Regions from separate parts of the Rattus norvegicus genome. Here region 1 is linked to region 2. The links are chromatin contacts, called in public HiChIP or PLAC-seq maps. All regions are on one chromosome and are shown on one strand. Each heading gives the region's core, a stretch centred on a gene start, on an enhancer-like site or on the middle of the called end of the contact. The rest is flanking DNA. Distances are from core to core; before and after follow the strand shown. Region 1 overlaps Nfib (nuclear factor I/B). Region 2 overlaps Nfib (nuclear factor I/B).

Region 1 (7,200 bases), core at 3,488-5,987, 190 kb after region 2:
ATCCCTCCAAATTCCAGAGCACAATCCCCTTACCTCCCATAGATGGCAAGGCTGCACAATCCCCCACCTCCCATAGCCGGCAAGGCAGCAAATTTGTCCCCATCACTGTCAGCAAACAAAGGAAAGTCACTTCTGCAGCCAGACCATGTCAAACAGAAGATGTAGCTACTGCAGAGGGACGCCTTGAACCCACTGGGGTGTAAAGTATGGGCTGGGGCCTGTTTGTCAGCCATTACCATAAAAGAATAAGAGGAAACAGAGCCATGGCCACACAACAGAAAGGTCAAACAGCTTGCAGCCGTTTCGTGACCCAGACAAGTCAAGGTCAAGGGATTCAGGTAGCAACTTAGCCAGGGCATAAGTTACAGCCCAAATGAATTGTTTTAGCACATCAGCTTTGGTCAATTAAACCTAACAAGGCAAGTTGCATCCCGTAGCAGGGTTCCTGACACCAAGGCCAGAAGCTGAGACCAACCTCATAAAACAAGGCTTTTAACATAGCATAGCAAATTTAGGCTAATCCATCCAGAAACTGCAGATGTCAGAATAATAAAATACAAGTTGTCCCAAGCAAGAACATTTTTCACACTTTAGAATTCACTAATAGATGGGCACAGCCTTCACACCCGCATTCGTACAAACACAAGTACAGTCTGCAACTTATATGAATTACCAAATATACTCTATTCCAGATAACTTTGTTAACATCTGTATGCCTGGTTAGATTTACTTTCCCTCCTCTCAAGCCATTACTGTTAAAAGTATTAGACATTTCCCTGCATTTTCCCAATATGAATGTACAAAGCCAAGCTTTTCAAAACAAAACAAAAAAAAAATCTTTATTTTCCTTCCATATCAGAGTACTTAATAGTAATTAGTACCTGTTAAATACTTTTTGTAGTTTTATGGGAGACATATTTGAATTTACGTCATCTTAAATATGTCCATGTATTTAAAACACAGTGCTTAGTACTTGTTCAGTTCCCTACTTCGAGAGATACTTGAAGGTAACTATAGCTTTAAAGCTGCACGGACAGAGCGTTTAGGAACTTTAGGCAGAGGCAGTCCCTACTTCGCTCTGTACTTGTTTGAACAAATTCTGTTTTCTGATTGTGCTGTATCAGTAACCTAATGCGTGCTCTGAAGGGCCTTAAAATGGGATTCTGAAAATACACAACCTCCGGGCAACTTCTCAGCTCATAAAATTACTTCATCCATCACTCCATATTCCCAATTATATAGTCTTTATTCAAAGTTCTTTAATTTGTCTGTGATTCATCAACACTGTCCTGCTTAAACTGTGATCATGAGGAGAGAGACAACGCGTCTCAGTGCTTTATTCAAACAATGCGTGGATGCACATGAATGGCTGGCTGCCCCCCGTAATAGAATACTGCTTTGCCTAAATTATAAGAATTTTATTTTTTTAATGCATAGCCCTCAATTCAGCCTCAAGGTCTCTCCACCTCACTGGTTAATTGGTGGCCATTTATCCCAATTTTCTGAATAATGGAACAGCCAACAAGCCCAGCCATTCGGGTGTTATTAGTCTCACATCCTGTAACTTTCAGTTGATACAAGCTAATCCCACAAACTCACTCCTTGCTGTACATACTCAGTTTTGACAAGTTCCTCTACAATTCGATGATTCAGTCTCTAAGCCCAAATCCTAACGACCAAATTCTGTTAAATTAACCACAGCACACAATTAGAGTTCAAGAACCTCAGAAGTCGCTTTAAAATGAGACAAGTACAACGCTGCCACAGAAAGGTGAGCAGAGGGGGGGAAGAAGCCCTCTCCTCCCCGTGCTCGGTGTGCGGAGCTGCTGGACCAACGTGAATTTTCAATCACAGAACCATGGGGCCTTGGATTCTTCCTTGGAAGGATGGAAGAGAAAAGCTGAAATGCTTATTTTGAGAGGTGCTGACAAACTCCCGTAGGGTCATGAGTTCAATTCCCACCACCACTGCGCTATAAAATGCTATTCTTTCATAAAGTAAAAGGAACTTTATTAGGAGTTACTCTCCTGAAGGAGACCGGCCTTGTTCTATGGCATCCTTCGCAGCTATTTAGGCCTGGCCAGTTCCAGTGTGAGCCCTGTGTGCTGTTTTCACTCCTCACAAGCCTCCTCCAGTCAGGGCAGTAATTACTCCTCTGAAGGTAAGTTTAGGTGTCCTGTAGGCCACTGTGATGACAAAAATGAAAACTAAGGAAATGTAGAGGATTCAGACTCAGCCACGAATGCCTTCGGCTTCAGGGGCTGCATTCTCACTGTTCAGTGGAGACAGCAAGGGGATGCCACAACAGACAGCAGACTTTTTCATGTTAGTCTAGCAGAATCAAGGCTCATGAGAATAAAGACCCTACTGAGTTGAGTATCTTAGATTGTTTATTCAAACCGGAGTGCCAGATTAAGAAGGAAAGTCAATGGATATTAAATCTTTCATTTCCTCTTGGCAATTTGAACTCAAATTCCAATTTAGGGTAGAAACAGCTACGTGTACTTTAAAACCCTACTGAATCCTTCATAAATCCACACTTCTGCATTTGGATGCGCTTATGCACACCGGAGGTCTGCAGGCTCACACACGTCACTGTGTTGAGCAGGGTGCTGGCCCCCATACTACCCAACCACCCTTCCTGTAACTACGGGCTTCAGTGCCCCCCGATTACCACCATTCCTATGCAATGAACACAACTTTGACTCTTACTCACAAGAGACACAGAGTACAAAGTGTGTGACTCTAAACATGCAAAATCTATGCACATATTTTCTTTTTTTCATTTCAAAATCTATTCTCTTGTCTACAAGGGAGGGAGGACAGGGTAGGAAACCAAGCCTAAAGCTTGTGCCTCCATAGAATGCCTTCCCAACCTTTGCTGCCTTCAGAAAATAAAGTGTATCTGCATAGTGTATTTGGATATTTGAAAACACTAAATGTAACAAATGATGCTCCTGTTCCCATCTCTGCCTCTCCTGTGCTCTCTCTTCCCTCTGCCTCTGAAAAGTGAGACCATATTAACAGCTATGCAGAAGCTTGCCTCACCATATCAGGACACAGATGCCAAGCTCTCTAGCTGGCAGCCGGGACCTCAAAGTTTAACTCTTGAGTTGTCTGGCAAAGCTATCTTGGGGCAAGGACATCATGGCATAGAAGGCGTACTTCTGGCTCCATGGACTCTGCTTTGTCCTTATCAGTGGGAAAATTGCTAAGTATCTCATCTTATAATATATGTTCTAACAAAGGTCTCATTAAGCCTACGGGCAAGACATACCAACAAGAGCCCCTCTTTAGCTTGTGAATTGTGTATGAAGAAGAATGCAAACAAATGCATACCAGGGTTCAGGAGTTCAGTCAAGGACAGGGTAACAGGATGGGAAAACGTAAAACAGCATTTCCCTAAATCGAACATGCATCCAAAGTATTTAATCCTACACACAAAATTCACGCTCTCTGATGTCACAATGCAAGCCCGCCAAACCGCAGCATTTAAACAAGTTATGCAAGCTTATTTCCCCCCCCCACAATGGGAAATACCTGCAAATGAAGTGAAAATTATTAAAATGTTAAAGTGCGCTGTCAACTTGCAAACAATTATCTATTTAAGCTTTTCATAAAGAAATAATTGTTACCCAGAAGGATTCTAAGCTGCAGTAGCTGAAGGAGGAAAATCGCTCTCTGCATGTGCGTCCTCACTAATGCCACGTGACAAGCAGGAAGGGTTCTGTTTCAAAGACAATAACGATTACAACTTCCCTTCTGAACAAGTCACATGTTTCACAACTTCAAAATACGCCTCAATTATGATATCGTTTAGCAATCAAGCAAAAGAAGAAAAAAAGAAAAGAAAAAAGAAGCTGTCCTGTGACAATGGATCACAGTTAGCGCTAAGGGTTCAAGAAGGCTAGAGGAAGCGCCTTGCTCAGGATAGAAGCAAGCAGGACTGCAGAACTCTGCCATGCGCCAAAAACACATCTAATAGGAGTGGAAAGTGGGATCCAAACATCACTTAGGCTGACTTGCTTTAAACTCCCATCTGTTAAATTCATAACAGCAGATACTATCTCTAGAGGTCTTTAAGCTTCGTGTTGTGGCCTCTCCTTTCTTTAAAAACCCTCCCTGGCTCAGAAAAAGCCCAGCCCTTGTTTCCTCCCCACAGCCCTTTACAAGCCCCCCCACCAGCGTCCCTGCTTCTGCTGGCTCCAGACAGGACACAGTCTGGCGACTCAAGGCCTCCCATAGGCTACACTTCCTTCTGTGTAGCCCTTTGGGTAGAACTGCTAATCCCTCTTATTAATTAATGAGATAACGGTGGTTAACCAGGAAGCAATAGTAATGTTAACTATCTAGTAAACTTGAACAAAAATTATTTTAGCCTTTTGGTTGTTGTCTGTCCCCCCTCCAACCTCCCCCTCCCCCAGTATGTGGAATCGTGGACTAAGAATTTTTCCAACATCTCATTGCAGAACTGAGGAGGTTAGGAGTGACTGATTTATATCAGATTTTAGCATGTACTCCCCTCACTTGGGTTTTCTGTTTTTCACGTGTTCACTGTACACACTGCTAACTAGAGAGGGAAGTGAGGGCCTCTCAACAAACTACTAAAAAATGAGGAGGTTTAGAGACTGAGAGAACTAGAAATTGAATCAGAAACCAGTGGGGAGCTAAATGAAAGCAACAGACAGTTGTAATGGGTGCGCTCACACATCACCACACTGAGCCTGTCCCCCACACACTTGTCATAGCATCCCCTGTAGTGTATGGGGCGGTATGTCCCGGGTAGGTGTACTGCACAAGGCTTGCTTGCTTCTCCTTCTGTTTTCTTGCTTTGTTTGGATGAACGCAATAACAAAGACAATATGGGGAATAGGTGCCACCTGCCCAAGAATCATTGGGCATCTTTAATATCTTTGGGAACATGGAGCCCATTTTTGAACGATTTTTCCTTAATCTGTCCCAATCTTTTTTTAAGCCTTTGGGGGGCGGGGTGGGGGGGAGGAAAGGGAAGGTTTTTCTATTAGCCAAGCTTTGCTGCAGCAGACGAGCACACAGCTTTCATTCAGAGATTGTCAAAAACTTTCCAGTGTGCCCACTGCAATGCGGATGCCAACCAACGAATCACAGGCATTCAGCAGCGAGACAAAGAGGGTCTGATGCCAACCTCGGTGCCACTGGCAACCATTATTGGCACCAAACACAGTGTCTGCCTTTTTTTTTCTCCCCCCTCGCCTGGCACTTCACAAACAAAATGGCGGTTCTTGTAGCAACGGAACAGCCGAAGCGCAGCCCTCTGAATCAATAGCATCAAAGATTTTTATGGACTTACATACAGCTACTCCCAAGCCAGTTACAAAATCTTAGGTAAAACGAAGGCACATAATTTCATACATTACTATACCTCGTGCGACCCGACTCCACTGACGTCAAAAATAAATAAATAAAATGGACCGAATTGCGGTCAAGCGAGCTGCACGAGGGGAAGAAGCTAAGTAACAAAGACATTGAGCTGTGAACAAAGTATTGCCCTGTGATGCAAAAGCCTAATTAAACTACGTATCAAAAATGATTTCAAAATATATAAATTTCTCCCCCAAAACTGTATCAGACACAAAGGTAGCCTTCCAGTTTGTGCCCAAGCTTCAGTAACTTTCCGCATTTCAGAAAAGATGAGGTTGCTGGGGAAGGAGAAAGGGTGAGTGTGGGTTGAACCAAGAGGGAAGGAGGGAGACAGAAAAGCAACGGGAAGTTGGTCAACAATGGAAGTTTATTATCCGCCCGTCTCTACCTCGTCTTCTATTAGAGATGAAGCATGTGATCTGCAAATAGCCAAGAGGACTATTGACATTTCTAGATCTGGAAATTGTCAATATATTGTAACATCACTCCACACTGCAATGCGGATGCCAACTAACAAATCACAGGCATCCTGAGCTAAACAAAGAGGGTCTGATGCCAATCCCGGTGCCAGTGGCAACCAGTATTGGCATTCTCTCTGCTCTTCCTCCTGTTTTCTCTCCCAGTCCCTTAGAAGGGGAGAGGAAGATAGGGGGAAGTCATTTTGTTGCTCATTCTGTTATAAGTATTTTTTTTCCCGTGTTAATTCTTCCTTCATGTTTTCCTCTCTTCTTTATCTAATTTCTAAAGTACAGTACATATGATTTCATGTACTTAGAGGAGAAATGAAAAGTTACGGCGTGAGGTGAGGCCCCGGGGTGTTTGCAGACTTATCTTTGAGAGCCTTCTTTCTCTGATCAGCTATGGTGCAAAAGGACAGTCAACTCACAGTTCATATATAAAAAAGATACAAATCTTGAAAAAGAGAAAACAGAAAAGTACTGGGCTGTGACTCTTGTAACGAGTCACCAGATGTTAAGAGGGGATGATGTGAAGGCAAGTGGCAGAGGGGACAGGTGACTGGATGTACAGGGAAGATACCAAAAGGGTTTTCATACTGCATCAGTGTCTTATCTGAAAACACAGTTTCTAAGACTTGGCTCAAAACTTCATGATTATTATGCCCACTAGTGTCATGCAAAAAAAAAAAAAAGAATATATTTATGGTTTTGTCTTTCTTTTCTTTTTTTCAATCTATCTTCCTAAATCCAAAAGATAACCTCTATTGTCAGTTCAACAAAACGAAGAACTCTAGTTGCCTGCCCAGGGTTAAATCGACAAGTATGTCCACTTAGTGACCAACCACCAAGCGTTAAAGGGGAGCATTGCTCAGATCTTCTCTCCTGACTAAAGAGTTGTGTGACCCACTTTGCAAAACTTTTCCTTCTAACCAGAGACTTCCGCAACACTTATAACACGTAGTCAATCCACACACGCATGTAGCCCACCTTAAAATGCCACCTCTTAGGCAGCTGCCAATCAAATTGCCATGTGTTAATAAGCTTTTATTTTAGGACATCAGGAATGAAAATATGTATTTCCCCACTCGTCATTACTTGAACTTTAGTTCTAAACCCAGGGAGATAACAAATGTGGTGTTCTGTTTGTTAAGAGACACATTTCCAAATGACAAGGTCCAACATGGTTATTTAAAAATCAAAGAAATTGGAAATGACACTTAAGCATCTCTCAAGAACTAATTTGAGGGAAAATGAAGGCAAAGGGCATACAGTAAGTTCTACAGCAAGGTCTGAGTCATAAGATTAGTTTTCTTATCTCACTTTTCTGGATCAGAATAACGCA
Region 2 (7,519 bases), core at 970-3,469:
TCCACATTCGTAACTGTGATTTATTTATGCAACGCTAGCTGTTTTCCAGCTGACAGTAATACCATCTTTGTTTAATGTATGTGCAGATGTGGATGTATGACTGTAATTTGCTTTCGAGCCCCCTTTTACCAGGGGCCAAAGTGAAAGTGAAATATACTGCGTGCTGTATACAGGTCCTGGATTTCTTTGATTTATTTTTCCCATTTTTAATGATTGTTATCACCATCCGAATGATCCTATTTGCATGCAAGATGATTTCTAATGATGATAACTATTTGTAATAGTCTACACCAGAAAGATCCCCAGCTAGCTCTTACCTGCTTTGCAAAGGACCCCAGGGGGCTCTCTGGGAAACACCAAATATCATAAACTGCAGGTGGCTTGTAGAATGAGTCTAACTGCAAGCAATAGCACTTCATAGTAATGAAAGAGAAATGTATTTATTTCTTAACTAAGTAGGTAAATGGCCTTTTTTATTGTTAATCCTTGGGGAGCCACACTTAGGAAAATAACATCAAACGGAGGTTGTCAAACCTCGCTGGTTTATATTCGACTGTTTCAGATGGCTTTGCTTCTGGGCTATGCTGGATTGAAGGTTCACTTTCACATGCACAAGTGAAAGTATTTTCCAAGTTTTTTTTTTTTTTTTGTTCTTTTTTTTCGGAGCTGGGGACCGAACCCAGGGCCTTGAGCTTCCTAGGCAAGCGCTCTACCACTGAGCTAAATCCCCAACCCCAGTTTTTTTTTTTTTTTTTAAAGATATCATATATTAGAGAAGTTCTTAATCTGAGAGAGACTTCACAGAATATTGCCTTCACACGCGAACACTGCAGCTGTACAGGAACCTAGATCATCGCCACCCTCTGTTCTTCTACTAGGGAGGTCTACACATGAGGCTAGAAGGCCCTCCAACAAGGGAACCTGGGCACTTAAAAAGTCACAACATTTACTCGCTTACAACAGTTAAATGTAGATAGGATTTAAGAGGAAATTCTTCCCCTCAATCAGCAAATTAAAAGCATATTTTAAAAGCAATTTGATTTGATCTTGCTCATATTTTAGAGCTATAAACCTATGGTAGAAAATAATGAAGATTATTAATTATAGGACATACACGTGTATATATATATATATATATACACACACACACACACACACACTTATGAAGCTATGGGATGTTATTGCCAATTAAAAATATAAAGACACGGGGTTGGGGATTTAGCTCAGTGGTAGAGAGCTTGCCTAGCAAGCGCAAGGCCCTGGGTTTGGTCCCCAGCTCCAAAAAAACGAAAAGGAAAAAAAAAATATAAAGACACACAGGCCAACTGTAGTCATTTCCGTCCGTCCTCCCATACCATGGCATAGGGAAGCCCACATGTTGATTCTCAGCCTTCCTCTGGTCTGTATTCCTCTCCACCCCTGGGCTTCTTTTCAATGCTATTGTTACAAGGGTTACTGCTCCTCTTATTTGCATAAGTGATTCTTCAACTACAGACATTTCCCTGCAAAAAAAAAAAAAAAAAAAAAAAAAAAAAAAGTCCTCCGAAATAGTGCCTTTCACACAGAGGATCGCCAAAGGCATATTAAGTGAAAGAGAGTTGGTATAACAGCCAGGAGACTTTCTCACAAATGATTTCTCTTAAAAAGCAAACACTAGTATTATCTGTACAGTTTTGCTTCTAAAGGAGAGGACTTGTTTACAACAGAATTCTGAAGAGTAAGATGAAAAGAAGTTAAGAATTGTATTTAGGATGTTGGGCCTTTCACTGTGTTCGCATATGCAGGGAACTCCTACAATGAAGTAAATGAGGGAGAGAAAACTCACTTTCTATACTTTCTGATATGCTACAGAAATATTATTATTATTCACTATGTGGAAATTCAACAGGCTTTTGCCTTTACTTCTGTAACATTTCCTATAACATATATTCATTTCTAAGCTCTATTATTTAAATGCGACCCAATTCCCAATATACCTATTTCCAGCTCCTAGGTCACAACAATGAAGTAATGTGTGGGCTGCAATGGAGCTGACTTCCTCAGCAGAGAATGTGCGTGTTTACACGGTGCTTTGCATAAACCATCTTCAAACAAGGTCAGCATTTAGCACACTTCCTTTAGCTGCAAAGGGTTAACCAGTAAGGTTTGCATTTGAGAATGTTCTGAATCCTGCTCCTCCCTCTCTGGCTCTGCTGCCAAAAACCATCTGACAGGAAACGGAAGATTAAGTTTGTCCTACCTAGGCGAACAAAGACTGCTCTGAACAGGCTACCACTTTACTGCAGAGGGGGAACTTTTCTAATCCCACTGGCATCTGCAGTGCTGCTCTGAAAATAACATGGAGAAAGTTGTTCTCTTTCCTCTAACATCTTGTCCCTGGATCATCTCGTTTTGGTCACACTGTCCATCCAGAAAGGTTGACGGCAAAGCTCCAGACATAATCATGTGGAAAATGGACATTATTGATTCCTATGGCCCATTGTTCCCCCATGCTAAGTCCCTGAAGTTCAAGTTCAATCTGGAATTACATCATGTCTGGTTTCTCCTGGTTACCAGACGGCTTGAGACGTGACCACAGCTACAGAAAAAACAAACAGCCTTCTTCACGCTTCGGCTCCCCTATCGATTCAAACGTAAACTTTTTTTCTTTCTCTCAAGTATGCTTCAAGTATGGAGCATGGTTAATTTAGAGATTAAGCTCCAAATTAGATTATCTAATGGCATCTTAATGGAGTGCTGACCCATTTCCTGTGGGATGGCAGCATGCAAGTCTGGCTGGAATACAATTAATTTCTTAGGAAGTGTTCTGAAGAGTTTGTCTAGATAAAAAAGGAAACGTCCAGTTGGACAAATCTTTCTTTACAAATGGAGAAAGGTAGGTGAAAATTACACAGCTCTCAATGGCCAGATCGGGAGACACTGTGTGTTTGTTAAAAGCCATTTCGGATAATTTTAATAAAATGCTAACAACTTTAGGTTTTCTCTCCTGACAGGTGTCAAGTGACACTGATAAGAAGAGAAAGTCACTGCTTTCAAGAGACTGTTCAAAGTAACAGCAGCTAACCTGTTACCAAACACTGCCCTGCGCACCTTCCGATCTTGTCATTTTCAGCCTTGAACCAAAGACTCACCTATTTCTGTTAGTCCGGAGCAGTGCAAGGGCCCCAGAATGAGGACAAAAATCTGAACACTTTAGAGCTAACAGCTGAAAAGAAGATTCGGAGATGGAAATCTAGCTCTCCCCAGGAACTGCAGGGACAACCCAGCTGCCGGGACTGCAGGTTTGTGTCAGAATAAGAAATCCGGAGCAGAAGACTGAACCCGCAGTGAATGTGATTGTTGGGGGGAGGGCGGTAATGGGGAGAGGATGGGGAGGGGAACACCCATAAGGAAGGGGAGGGGGATGTTGGCCCCGGGAACCGGGAAAGGGAATAACATTCGAAATGTAAATAAGAAATATTCAAGTTAATAAAGAAAAAATGAAAAAGAAAAAAAAAAAAAGAAATCCTGAGCAGGAAATGCTAACCTAGGAGATGTGCAGAGATGGTCCCAATAATACTGATGTAAAAAGTAACTTAATTCTATAGGAACAGGACTGTGCACACACATGCCACTTATCTGTGTACGTAAACATACATATGTGAATGCAGGTTGCAACCTACTGAAAACTCTCCGTAAGTTTTTGGATTTTGGTCTTTTGAAAGAGAACATACATTTTATAAAGAAAGCAGTGTTTCACAATAACTACTGAGCATGAAATGCACACGGCTGCCCCTGCGCTTTACCCTCCTCCTGACCAGTCAGATCCAAATAACCTTTACTGGCTGCTAAACTTCTCTTGGGAAATCAAGCAACTCTCTGGAATTGCAGTAATAAACGACAATTTCTTACAAAAACATGTGTAAAGTAATGACAGGATGAAGCATTCAACTGAGAGGGGAACTGGGAACACACGTAACATGGTAACATGGAAAACCACTGGTAAAAGTCTCTTTGCCGTTCACTTGTGGCATAAGCAGGAAAAAACCTTCCAATTATTTCAGTAAAATCTTCATTTATTCATTATTCCAGGGGCTGAGCAAATGGTTTGTGTAAACATGGCCTTCAGTAACACGCTCCTGTTTACTTTAGCCATCTGAAGGCTTCTTCTGTTTATATAAGCCATCGGACACATACAACCACCCACTTCACCCAAAGGGGTGAAGGGCGAGGAGGGAAAATGAAACGATAAATCCAGTTTCTCTTTAGCATAAATCACCCATCCAGGGTTTTAAAGTAACTTCTGCTTATGTTACTCTTAGATTGTCCTTTAGCTTTCTTTTACACTCAATTACACTGGCCCTGGATCTGAAAGTGCAAGCAAGAGTCAGGCTAGGGGCTAAAGAGAGCAAGTGATGGCTCTCTGTTTGCACCCACAAAACTCACTTGTGCAAAAACAACAGGGCTTGAGCATGGAGGAGGACAAAGGACAAACACTGCAGTGCCCGGCTGGAGCGATCCAGCCCCTGTCAACCTCCTAGAAGGTGAAGCCACCTGTGTGGAAGCAGACCTCCAGCTTTTGACTGTCTACCCTAGCAACTAAGCGTTTGCTTAGCAGGAAATTCCACTTAGCGCATACACACACACACACACACACACACACACACACACACACACACACAGAGAGAGAGAGAGAGAGAGAGAGAGAGAGAGAGAGAGAGAGAGAGAGAGAAGGAGGGAGGGAGGGAGAGGGAGAGGGAGGGAGAGGGAGGGAGAGGGAGGGAGAGAGGGAGAGAGAGGGAGAGAGAGGGAGAGAGAGGGAGAGAGAGGGAGAGAGAGGGAGAGGGAGAGGGAGAGGGAGAGAGAGAGAGAGAGAGAGAGAGAGAGGGAGAGAGAGAGGGAGAGGGAGAGAGAGGAAGAGAGAGGGAGAGAGGGAGAGAGACTGGCTCATTAATGCTAAGGTCAAAGCAAGAAAGGTCCTGCAGATTGTAACCTAGGAGGAACCTAAGAGTCATTTGGTGCCAGAGGGAGTTTCTGAGCTGGGGTTGGATGTGGCAAGCAGATCTCTAGCTCACACAGGATGCACACAGCTCCCTGCCATTTTCAGCCCTCCAAAGAAGTTGCATCTGGCAGGGAAGCACGTGGAGATGGTAACTGGCCCAGGCAGGAAAGAAAGCAGAGAGGACAAACCAGGCGGCAACACACCCAATTCCAACAAAAGAAAACAGATCCAAATATGTGCTTTTCTCTGGCCTTCCTATCTAAGCAGTGGCTCTCAGCCTTCCTAACGCTGTGACCCTTTTATGCAGCTCCTCATGTTGTGGTGGCCCCAACCATAAAATTACCTTCATTGCTGCTTCATAACTTTAAGTTTGCTACTGTCACTACAGTAATTGTAATGTGAATATCTGATATACAGGATATCTGGGGGTTGGGTATTTGGCTCAGTGGTAGAGCACTTACCTAGGAAGCGCAAGGTCCTGGGTTCGGTCCCCAGCCCCGAAAAAAAAAAAAGAAAAGAAAAGAAAAAAAAAAGATATCTGATATGCAACCCCCAAAGGGGATTGTGATCTACAGTCTCCATGATCATACGTGTGAGTGTGTGTGTGTGTGTGTGTGTGTGTGTGTGTGTATAAAACAACAAAAATCAAAGAAAAAGAGGCTATCAACGAGAGTAGGGGAGCATGGGGGATTGGAGAGTTTCTAGCTGGAGGGAGGAAAGGAAGGGAGGAAAGTGATCTAGTTTTATTTTAATTAAAAACATAATCAACAACAACCGCAACCAAAACAATGAGTAGTTACCACAACAAGCATGAACTGTGTCCTGTTCTTTATCTGCATCTACCATATCAAAGCTCAGTCATTCAAGCCTCTGGCCGAACAATCTTTATCTACCATATCAAAGCTCAGGAAAGAAAGCAGAGAGGACAAACCAGGCGGCAACGCACCCGAGTGTTTCAAGTCATTCAAGTCTCTGGTTGAACAAATCTATCTTTCCCTAATATTGTCAAACTACTGAGACGACTGTGCCGTTGGTTGTCCCGACCTCTCTTGAAAGTGACAGTGGTACAGGCAGTTAGGATTTTCTTCTTAGTGTTCTATCAAGAAATGAAAACCCACCAAGTCTTAAAACAACTTCAGGGCACCATGTATTAATCATGTGTAGACCACATTTCCTCAAACTTAAGAGACTCACCTGCCTCAGCCTCCTATGCTAGGACTAAAGGCATGCTCCACCATACCCTGCAGTCATGTCTGTCTTTGAAAATGGTAGCAAAGCAAAGCAGATTGCTGTCTCGCCTGCACATGTTTATTTTGAACTGTGATACGCAGATTCAGAGAGCTGTGAGTGTGACTAGCACAGGACTTAAGACAGCCCACCCTTGCTCCTGACTCTGAATCCCTACAGAATGTATACACACACCTGAAACACCAACCATGTGCCTTTTTGAAATGTGGCAGGAAGAACAGAGGCTACCCAAAGAGAACTCCTGGGCTTTGTTGGTCAGTCAGACCTTCTCATAGGCTTATTCCACTGAACCAAAGAAAGATTAGTATCCTCAGAGACTCGGGATAAATGAAGTCAATAAACTCAGGCAGTGCCCCCCTCGCTGATTCACTATGATCTGAAGCTGGTTGCCCACATCAACTCTCTTGATGAGAAAGGGAGCGTCAGGATGAACCAATGTTTTTGCAAGGACTGTTAGTGACTCTGGTCATTCTTCCCCATATGTGGGCTATCTTTTCTTTTGGGGTATATCAATCTCTGATTCCAGAACTACTCAGACCAAATCATCCAAACCACATCACGTTGGTTTCAATGTATTTCAAAGACACTATCCTATTCTAAATTAAGTAAAGACCTATCAGTAATCTACCCACTACAAAGTTCTGACAGCCAGAATCAGATTTAGAAAGATGAGTATCTTCCATCTAATTTGCTGTCCTTGTGAACATGGGCTATTCTGGTGATAGGCAAAGCATGGAGTATAGGATTGTTACTTAATAAACTAGTGTAAACATTGTGTTATCAAATGTAATTAAATTAACTTTAAATAGCTTACTAATTCAGACTCAAGCCACTTTCATTCATTTTAATTAAGCATCATTCATTAATCATTGAGACTGTTTAAGTCAAGTTTATCTTTCATTTATAAGTATACATTATATGGGTTTTTCTGTACTAATATATGCTTCTTGGGGAAGAACAATAGATTTTTTAAAAAGATGATATTATTACCTATATATAAATGGGGAAAGTCATATTGTAATAACTTAAATTAACTAAAGTTAATGCTAAATTAACTAATGGGTACAGGGCTGCAGAGGGATGAGCAGTTAAAAGCACCACTTGTTGCTCTTGTTGGGGACTGCGGTTCAGTTCCCAGCACCCACCTGATGGTTCACGACCATTCCCTACCTCTAGTTCCAAAGATTCAAACGCCCTCTTCTGACATCTGCAGGCACCAAGCGTGTGCATGGCACACAACACACACACACATGCAGGCAAAACACATGTAAGAGGGATAAATATAATTTT

What was found. HiChIP or PLAC-seq counts read pairs in DNA pulled down with a chosen protein or histone mark.
Region 1: a contact with region 2 is called in an H3K27ac HiChIP or PLAC-seq map of oligodendrocytes, with 4 times the contacts expected there. The contact joins two enhancer-like sites. A contact is called at or near these places in 2 of 12 Hi-C or Micro-C datasets (the Rat2 cell line and frontal cortex) and 1 of 1 datasets of contacts at active chromatin or transcription factors (oligodendrocytes).

Annotation. Positions count from the first base shown.
Region 1 is chr5:102,004,139-102,011,338 of GRCr8, forward strand. All of the region lies in intron 2 of Nfib (nuclear factor I/B), which reads right to left. Among named protein-coding and RNA genes, the nearest start is that of Nfib, 12 kb to the right of the region's middle. Within about 2 kb of position 4,738, at least 24 of the 93 cell types and tissues checked have an H3K27ac peak or open chromatin away from gene starts, as enhancers often do.
Region 2 is chr5:101,817,397-101,824,915 of GRCr8, forward strand. The region is part of intron 11 of Nfib (nuclear factor I/B); the gene reads right to left. Among named protein-coding and RNA genes, the nearest start is that of Nfib, 200 kb to the right of the region's middle. Within about 2 kb of position 2,220, at least 23 of the 93 cell types and tissues checked have an H3K27ac peak or open chromatin away from gene starts, as enhancers often do.